2 separate regions of the Pan troglodytes genome follow, and region 2 is linked to region 1. Evidence: chromatin contacts called from public Hi-C data. All regions are on one chromosome and are shown on one strand. The core of a region is the stretch at or near the end of the contact, and the rest is flanking DNA. Distances in the headings are between cores, read along the strand shown. Region 1 holds the start of CUL5 (cullin 5). Region 2 holds the start of NPAT (nuclear protein, coactivator of histone transcription).

Region 1 (4,757 bases), core at 184-2,683:
CATCAGTTGTCATCTGGTTGTGTCCTGTAACTGGGTGGGGGTTAGGAAGCAGTTTCCTAAGGAAAAAGACGAACTCAAGAATGGGAGAATTAGGAGGGAAGGTGTAACACGCAGAAAAGGGAGGAAGCGGGGTGGAGTGGGAGGCACTGCTGGTCTGACTCGGAATTTCGTGCAGACAGAACGAGAACAGAAATGGAAGAAGTGGGGGGTCGAGTCACTGAAACCTGTTAGGCAGCATTTTCTTGGTTTTTCCTTTGATGCGTCTTAGACATTGCTTTACAAGAAACTGAGACCTAACAGTACTAACGGCCCAGCTGGTCAGGACACTGCACGACCATTCATCTCCCGCTCCCGGCCAGAGCTGGTCCCTTGAAAGCATCGCTCCTCGCCAGCGCTCAGCCAGGCTTTTCTCCCAGCGGCCAGTCGGCGGGAGCGACCACCAGAGCCTGTCGACCCCAAGGCCACAGACCCGCGTTCCGGTACTCGCCGGCTGCCACCGCGGCTTCCCTGCCAGTAGACAACCCCTGAACACTCCCACACTTCGCAGCTGAACCTGAGCCGTGCCTTTCCCAAAGAGCCGAACCCGGCGGCCACACAGTAAAACCCAAGCTGGAGTGAGGGTCTTACCTTTAACAGATTAGACGTCGCCATGTTCTTTAACTTGGACTCTCGCGAGACGACGCGAGAATTCGTGGCGCTCCCGGCCAGGCCTTGACCGGAGGCCGGAGCTCCCACCAGGGCCCAGGGCCCGTCGGCCCGCACCAGGGTGTGGTGGGCGCTGGAGCAGCGCGCCGACAGCGCTGACCTCGTCCCAAGCACCAGGAGCTTCCTCACTCTTGTCCCCTACATGGTCACCGGAGCTTCCCCACGCGAAAGACCTCATGCACGCGCTCAGGAAGACGTGAACCGCGAATGCTGAGAAGGTAACGGGAGCCGACCTGACTTGGAAGAGGAAGCATCGACTCCACGAGCCTCCCCGACTCCTTCGGATTAGCCTTTGTGGTTGCACCCGCCGCGGCCACCTGCAACGAATTTAGCTCGGCTTAGGCCCCGCAGCTCAGGTTCCGCGGCCACGTCACGTGACGCGAGGGCGGGGACGCGCTCGGGAGCGAGCGTGGGAGCCTGGAAGCCTCGGTGGGTCCCGAGGCTGCAGCGAGGCCGGGACCGCGCCCTCTGCTGGCGGGACCTGGCGTTTTCCGGCACCCCGCCCCAAATCCCGGACTCGGTGTTAAGGGAGGTGCATTGTCCTGAAATGCTCACAACAGCTGTCTTCAATAACTCGTGCATAGAATGCGCCCAGTAAATATGTGTTGACTGCACAAGCGTGATGACTCTTAATATTTCTATTCAGGAATGCTTGGCACTTAGATAAAATATTGTTCAGTGCTTTGGGAGGCCGAAGGGGGAGGATCACTTGAGGCCAGTTCAACACCCTCGTCATTACAAAAAAGTTTGAAAAAAAAAAAAGATTGTTTAGAGAATGAATATTAATCTTCGATTTTCTGAAGGCACATTATCCTAGAAGATCCTAAACCATAAGCCCCCAGGTTTTACCCCTTCAGACCACACACCACTGGCCAATGAGATAATATAATTTACATGTGGAACCTGCAGGATACCTGGTATTGTATTTTGCATGTTTACAAACAGCCTTCATACGGCCATAATGCGTAGAAATAAGTAAGAGCTCTGGACTAAGAGAAGAGGGATGGGCCTACTTAAAGAATCCAATCAAGTAGTTAATACTTGTTTGAGCACTTATATGTACTAGGCACAGGAAATACAGGATTAAATAAAAGAGAAGACCCCTGCTTGTTTGGAGTTTATGGCCTAATAAGGTAGCCAAATGTTAAGGATGGTTACACAAGTCAAATATTACTTAGTGGGAGTTGTGATAAATATTGCAAAGAGGCCGGGCGCAGTGGCTCACGCCTATAATCCCTATAGGGCACCGTGGCTCACGCCTATAATCGGCACTTTGGGAGGCCGAGACACCTGCGGTCAGGAGTCCGCGACCAGCCTGGCCAACATGGTGAACCCCTGTCTCTACTAAAAATACACAAATTAGCCGGGCATGGTGGCGGGCACCTGTAATCCCAGCTACTCGGGAGGCTGAAGCAGGAGAATCGCTTGAACCCTGAAGGTGGAGATTGCAGTGAGCCGAGATCGCGCTATTGCACTCCAGCCTGGACGACAGAGCGAGACTCTTGTCTCAAAAAAAGAACAAAAAAAACAAAAAAACAAACAAACAAAAAACTACAAACAAAAAAATACAGTGTGCACTTGAGAGCGTAGGAAGGGAAAGGAAACTAGTATCCTAATCTCCATCTACCCAAGCCACCCTTTGCTTATGCTTAACTGAACCTTAAGACAACTTTTGAGAGCTTGATTTCAGCGTCCTACTGTCAACCGAAGCATTCCAATTTTCCTAACTCACTTGTTCTGGAAACACCACTGCTACAACTCTGACTTCAATAAGTTCTCCATTCCATTGACCCCACCTGTTATCTGCCATCTCCTGTTTTCACTCTTTCTCATCCAATTTAGAATCGGCCCACTGTTATAAAAATGTTTAAATATTTAAAATGCTTAAATATTTATTTCTTAAAAATAGCGCAGGCACATAATACAAAATTCAGAAGGTGCTAAAAATAATACAATCAAAAGTAGTCTTCCTTCGACTTTCTGGGGTGATGTAATGTTCTATATTGTGGTAGGGACTTCAGTTATTCAGGTGTATGCACTTGTCAAAACTCAGCCAGTATACCCTTAAGATTTATGCATTTCAGCCAAGCACAGTGGCGCAATCCTGTAAGCCCAGCACTTTGGGAGGCGAAGGCAGGCAGATCACTTGAGCCCAGGGGTTCGAGACCAGCCTGTGCAAAGTAGCTATCGCTATAAAAAATAATAAAATTTTTTTAAAATGTGCATTTAATTCAAAGAGAAAATAGTTAACAAAATTTGAAGTTTAATGCTACCCATACTGAAGAATTTAGGAGTAAGTGAATCTATATTTATAATTTACTTGGAAATGTATCAAAAAATAAGATGAACTGATGGTTGGGTAGAAACACTGATAAAGCGGGCCTGGCGTGGTGGCTCACACCTGTAATCCCTGCACTTTGGGAGGCCGAGGCAGGTGGATCACCTGAGATCAAGGGTTCAAGACCAGCCTGGCCAACATGGTGAAATCTTGTCTCTACTAAAAATACAAAAAATTAGCCGGGAGTGGTGGCGGGCACCTATAATCCCAGCTACTCAGGAGGCTGAGGCAGGAGAATAGCTTGAACCCAGGAGGCAGAGGTTGCAGTGAGCCAAGATTGCGCCACTGCACTTCAGCCTGGACAACAAGAGTGAAACTCTGTCTCAAAAAAAAAAAAAAAAAAAAGTATGTATATATATATATATCAAGTATAGTAAAATGTTAATGGTAGAGTCTAGGTGGTGGCTATGCTAGGGTTCCCTGTGTAAAACCAACTCATCTATATGTTTAAAATTTTTCATAATTAAATATTTGGGGAAAATTTTTAAAAAATAGGCCTGCCTTCCTCCACAGTCCCCCAGGCATCCATTCTTTCTTCTCATAGACAACAGTTATGTTTCTTGTGAATGCCTAGGACATTCTGTGCATGTATAAGCATTCATGTATGTATTATTTTTTCTCTCCCCACAAATGATGGTATACTGCATAAATTCTTTAACATATTTGTTTTCACTCAGCAGTATGGTATAAATTACTGGAAAAAAAAATTGTGCCTTTTTTTTTCACACTTTCTTTTCTTCTTCTTCTTTTTGAGACAGAGTCTTGCTCTGTCGCCCAGGATAGAGTGAGGTGGCATGATCTCCACTCACTGCAACTCCCACCTCCCAGGTTCAAGTGATTCTCAACGCCTCAGCGGCCTGAATAGCTGGAATTACAGATGTGAGCCACCAAGCCTGGCTAATTTTTGTATAGAAATGGGGTTTTACCATATTGGCCAGGCTGGTCTCAAATTCCTGGCTTCAAGCAATCCTCCCACCTCAGCCTCCTAAAGTGCTGGGATTACAGTTGTGAGCCATCATACCTCACCTTTGACCTTAAAAGTCAAAGCTTTTAAGTTGTAAGAGGGGCTTCGTGAAATTATGTTGGCAAGTAGAAATGAGCATATGTTTCTTCTTATATTTATATAAGACATATATAAAAATCAACCATTCCTTCTTATATTTCATAGCCTCTTATGTGATTAATTACATGGGAAAATGCTCAGAATATAATAGGTAAAAATATAGGATGCAAAATTCCACATATGTGCCACAATTCCAACTTTGTAAAGAAAGAAAGCTACAGTTTTATTTCCTACTCTGAATAGTGGATAAACTGGAAAAAATATTCAAAATGTTACCAGTGTTTGTGAGTAGTAGAAAATGGGATAATTTTACTTTTATTTATTTAAAATCTTTTTAAAAATCACCTGCTGTCTGGGCACAGTGGCTCATATCTATAATCCCAGCACTTTGGGAGGCTGAGGTGGGCAGATCACCTGAGGACGGGAGTTCGAGACCAGCCTGACCAACATGGAGAAACCCTGTCTCCACTAAAAATACAAAATTATCCAGGCTTGGTGGCGCATGCCTGTAATCCCAGCTACTTGGGAGGCTGAGGCAAGAGAATCACTTGAACCCGGGAGTGGGAGGTTGTGGTGAGCCGAGATCACGCCATTGTACTCCAGCCTGGGCAACAAAGAGCGAAAGTCCGTCTCAAAAAAAAAAAAATCACC
Region 2 (5,034 bases), core at 2,523-5,022, 210 kb before region 1:
GGAGTAAAATGACATTTCTGTTTTAAAAGGAAATGAAGCAAATTCTATGCTATGGTGGTATCCTTTGCAAATATCAAGGATCAACTATATTTTACTATGCCTTGATTCCACTGAGTAGCTCTCTTCTTTTGGGGGCTTCTGATATAATCAAACTCTCTTTTGATGTCCTTCAAAAAAATGTAGTAAGAACAGCATTTCAACATGGACACAAAGATGGGAAGAACAGAGACTGGGGACTGTTTGAGGGACGGAAAGAAAGGGAGGTATGGCTTGAAGGGCTACCTATCAGGTACTATGCTCACTACCTGAGTGACAGGATCATTCGTACACCAAGCCTCAGCAACATGCAATTTACCCGTGTAACAAACCCGCACATCTACCCCCAGAACCTAAAGTAAAATAGAAAAGAAAAAAAAAGAAACAGCATCTGTTTCACTAGTTCTGATCTAAACCTTTATATAATACAAAGAAGTTTTTTATTAAACTATGAATGTCTGTAAACAGAGAAAAAATACATATATTTATGTATATTATACCCACACATACCTATATCTCAAGAAGTAAAAAGGTAGGGAAAGTCCTTCTCCTATCCATCCATCTAAATTCTACTTAATCTTTCAAGATCAAGTATGTTTCTCTGCCCCGATTCAATCTCACAGAATCTCAAAATTGGGAGGAACTAAAAGACCAGGTCCAATCTTCCTATGAAGGAAGGAATGTCTCCTACAAAATGAATGCCCTGTCTTTGAATATTCTCAGTAAGAGCTGACTACCGGGGCTAGGCGTGGTGGCTCATGCCTGTAATCCCAGCACTCTGGGAGGCCGAGGTGGGCGTTCCACGAGGTCAGGAGTTCGAGACCAGCCAGCCTGGCCAACATCGTGAAACCCCGTCTCTACTAAAAATACAAAAATTAACCAGGTGTGGTAGCATGTGCCTGTAATCCTAGCTACTGGGGAGACTGAGGTAGGAGACTCACTTGAACCCAGGAGGCGGAAAGTGCAGTTAGCTGAGATCACGCAATTGCACTCCAGCATGAGCGACACAGCAAGACTGTCTCAAAACAAAACAAGACAAAAAAAACAAAAAGAGCTGACTACCCATTTTATTAGCAGATGGCTCTGATTCTCTTCTCCTTTTGTATTCACTGGTGGTTCTTCTGACTTCCCCCATCCCCCAACACTGTTACAACTTCCGCTTTACTCTGCTATAGATTACAGATTGTTATTTGAGTTCTTTTCATTTGATTATATACTTCCTGTGGACAAGTATTATCATTTTTGTTTTTCCATTCCTTATGGTTTTATCTAGGAATCTTCTTACTTCTTCAATCTCAGTTTAAAGCCCTCTTGAGTCAATAAGGAAAATGAAACTGGTAATCTAACCAATGAAAATACCTTAGCAATATCCAAAGAACCATAAGGTTTGGCACCTTTATTCCTAAATATACTAAAGATTTGACACTTCCCGGAAGAGGCAGCCCTAAACTTGACTTTTTTTTCCCCATGGTGTGACTTCCTTGAACTTGTTTTTCTTACCTTCAGCTTCTTAATGATTATTTTGAAGAAAACAAAACAGTTCAGTATTATCTACATGAACAGAAGATGTTCATTCACTGATAGATGCAAACAATATTTACTACTTATAGCTAAACAAATAATGAACTAAACAGATACAAATCCTACCCTCATGAAGTCATATCTGGGCAGCAGGGTGACAATAAACAAGTAAATTGATAAACCAATGCATAATTCCAAATTGTGATGTATGCCTCTGAGGAAACAAAAACACAGTAATAGAAAATAACTGTAGAGAGAATCATTTTAGATAAACTGTCAGGGAACATATATCTCAGAGGAGTTTATAATAAAGCCAAGATCTGAACTAACTGGTGCCAATCAAAAAAAGGGCTAGAGGACCAACACTTCAGGGAAGGAGACTAGCTTATAGCCAAAGGGTTCTACAATGTTAAAGAACACAGTATGTTGGCGGAACTGAAAGAAGGCAGAGGAACTATTAGGTAGTCAACTAGAGTATGAGTGTCACCATATAAAGATGAACTTCATTTATACATTAATCCAGAATATCTGGGTTCCACTCAAGGTTCAAACGAAAAGATAAGGATTTCCTACTTCCTACGAGCCTCTGAATTGACGAATTCAGTGTTCCTTTTTAGATCTCAACCAAGTTGACCCCTTTGCACAACTTGACAATGACGCTTATATCCCATCTTCCTAGAAATAACTCTGCCCTTGGCATGCCATTCTTTTCTAGTGCTAAGGAGTGTGGCCTCTGTAGTCAGATTGTATTAGTTCAAATCCTGGTTCAGCCACTTACAAACTGTATAATCTAGAGCAAGTTCACTAATCTCTTCAAACCTCAGTTTCTCAATGATAAAAGGAAAAACAATACTAGTACCTACCTCTATGAGTCCCTGTAAGGACCCATATACATGCTTACAGTGCCTGAAACACAGCAAATGTTAGCAATGATCATATTAACTTCCGTTATGACTGTTTCGAAAGTCTCCTGATACCTCTTCTTCCGCTCATACCTCAAAAACAGCTTTGTTTTCTTGGTCTCATCCATTCCTATGACTTCAGCAGCTGAAAACCCACAAAATATATTTCATTCAATGCCAGGCCTCACTCTGGAACTTCAGGGTCCTTCTACACTTTGTGCCTTTACACGCATTTTTCCTTCCATTTGGAAGGCTTCTACCATCTGCCAAGGTAACACTGAGAGGTCTCACCACAAACTGAATTGATAGTCTCAGGCTGAGTTTGCAGAGAACCAAAGTCACTCCTCTACCATCAGAGTACTCCCCTATCACCACATACATTATCATCCACTGTAGTTGTCTTATCTGTACCTGGTAAATACAGCAGCTAACGCTCACGAGTGCTCACCACAGGTCAAGATTATCTCACTTATCTTCACAAGACAGTAGAGAGCGGCCACACGACTGACAGAATTCCAATTCCAGCCGTATGATTCCAGAGCCCAAGCTCTTAACCGCGAGGTTGAAGTTGAAATATCAATACATGCTCGCTGACTAAAAGTACTAAATACGAGAGATCAAAAGATGACTAGTCAAGTCGCGTAGTTAAATCTGAACCCTAAGGTGACACGAAAAGAGGATGCGCAGGAGGCAGGGTTCAATTCAGGGCGTTTAAAAGGAGGAGGTTATTGGCCAAGTCCGCTAAGAACCCGGAGAGAGGCCAGGAAAGATGGAGTGAGGAGAGGGAGGAGTCAAGGGTCACTCTGGAGGGGTGCATGAGATTGGCGGTCTGGGGAGAGGACAGACTGGGTCGCACACGACTGAATTTTCCAGCGCAGAAGCCGCTGCGTTGCCTCCGCGCCCCTACCGCTGCACTCGGAAGGTCAAAGTAGTATCAACCGCGGCGGTGGCAGCAGCGCAGATCCCGACTCCTCTCGCCTCCTCCCGCGGCCACGGCTTCTTTTCTCCGTTAGCCACGCAGGGACCTACTCCCGCTTCCGGTTCAAACCCTGCGTGACTGCCCAGCGCCCACTTCTGGAGGAAGAAACAACGCCAAGCAGCCGCAGAGCACGGTATGCCCATGCGCATCCAGTATCACGCGGTCTCCGCGCTCAAAACACTCCCCCAAAACATTCGGCCCGTCGGAGCAAACGCGCCTGCGCCATGTCCACCAATGGCCAGCGACCTAGCGTTTGCGGCTCGCCCTTCGGCTCGGGCTCCGGGGCTCTCACCCACCCTCCTCGCCCTCGTCGTCCTCCCCGCCTTCCTCATCCCCGCCCCTCCAAGTCTGAGGACGGAAGTGACGACAGTTCCGAAGGCGAACGGAGGCGGGTTTCATTTCGGCGCCTTTCTTTCTCTGGCGGAAGCGATTGGCTGGCGTGAAGCGAAAGAGGCGGGACAAATTGCCGCGAGTTCAGTGCCGCCACTGGAACCGGGAGATGCGGCGCAGGAGCTGTCGCTGTGTTTGCTTTAACCTGAGTCTTGTTCCTTATTGTGGTTCCTGCTGTGGTTTTGATCATGTTGTTACCCTCGGACGTAGCCCGGCTTGTATTGGGTAAGCGCGGACCCGGAAAGGAGGGTTATTGGACCCGGCTATGCCGGACAGAAGGACCTTTGAGGCCAAAGGTTTTCCCTGGGTAGGGAAGCTTTGGGGTTTTGCCTCCCCGCTTACGAGTTGAGACTGGCGGTGATTCTTCGTCATTCGGAGGTTCTGGGCAGTTTAAGCCTCTTTGTATGTAGATGCTCCTCTCTTCAGAGGCTGCGTGGCGAGGGGAAGGCCGAGGGGAAGCTCGGGGTGGAACACCTGGGGCGGATTCGGAAGGAAAGTCAGGCCTCCACACTTAATTAGGACCCCTGAAAGAGCATTTGTCTGCATGACGGACGGATTGCGTGTGCTTCAACCTTGGGCGCACTTTCCTTGGTTCAGTGTTGGGACCAAGATAGGGCAAGTAGGGAGTTCCCCGGCCCCCCATCTTTGTAGAGAGACCTTCCTGGCGCCCTTCTAATAACCCGCCCTTATAACTACGAATTTGGGAGTAGGGGTGATCTTCCTTCTCCATCCTCCACGCAATACGTCGTCCAGTGTAGAGGTGTGAAATGCCAGTTGCATATTTTAAAACAGCAATTCCTGTTCCTTTGATCAGCGAAAAATTTCAGAGGGTTAATTGCCTTAAATTAGTTGAACGTTTTCTAGCCCTAGTTTTACCTTCATTTGAGGAGGGATGGTTTGTGGGTCACTTGTCTGTCAGGGTGTATTGTCTGTGTGAGAGACGGGTTTTGTTGTTGTTTGTCCCCTGAAAGAATAAAGAGGATTGTACTACAGGGGACGAGAGCCAGGTAAAGCTCAAAACCCGAGCCAGTAATTTACGGACGTCGTATGCGACGTCCCTAAAAGTAAATAGCAAGCATCTGTGATGAAACCTCCCATAGTATTCACAGCCATTACTACCATTATTTTATTGTTCGGAAAACCCATTTGTCTTGTGCCTCTTTTAAATGCCCAGCGCTGTCCACAAAAATGTTATTTGCGCAGGGC

What was found. A called contact is a pair of places that touch in the nucleus more often than the background predicts.
Region 2: a Hi-C map of stem cell-derived neural progenitor cells shows a contact between it and region 1, with 2.9 times the contacts expected there. The contact joins the promoter of NPAT here to the promoter of CUL5 in region 1. A contact is called at or near these places in 1 of 7 Hi-C or Micro-C datasets (stem cell-derived neural progenitor cells) and 1 of 1 datasets of contacts at active chromatin or transcription factors (stem cell-derived excitatory neurons).

Annotation. Positions count from the first base shown.
Region 1 is chr9:109,990,364-109,995,120 of NHGRI_mPanTro3-v2.0_pri, reverse strand. It overlaps CUL5 (cullin 5), which reads right to left and starts at 1,433. Exons shown (of 20, transcript XM_522173.9): 1 at 659-1,433; 2 at 628-657. The coding sequence starts at 883.
Region 2 is chr9:110,207,171-110,212,204 of NHGRI_mPanTro3-v2.0_pri, reverse strand. It overlaps NPAT (nuclear protein, coactivator of histone transcription), which reads left to right and starts at 3,772. Exons shown (of 18, transcript XM_508739.8): 1 at 3,772-4,053. The coding sequence starts at 4,017. It overlaps ATM (ATM serine/threonine kinase), which reads right to left and starts at 3,466. Exons shown (of 63, transcript XM_016921933.4): 1 at 3,367-3,466.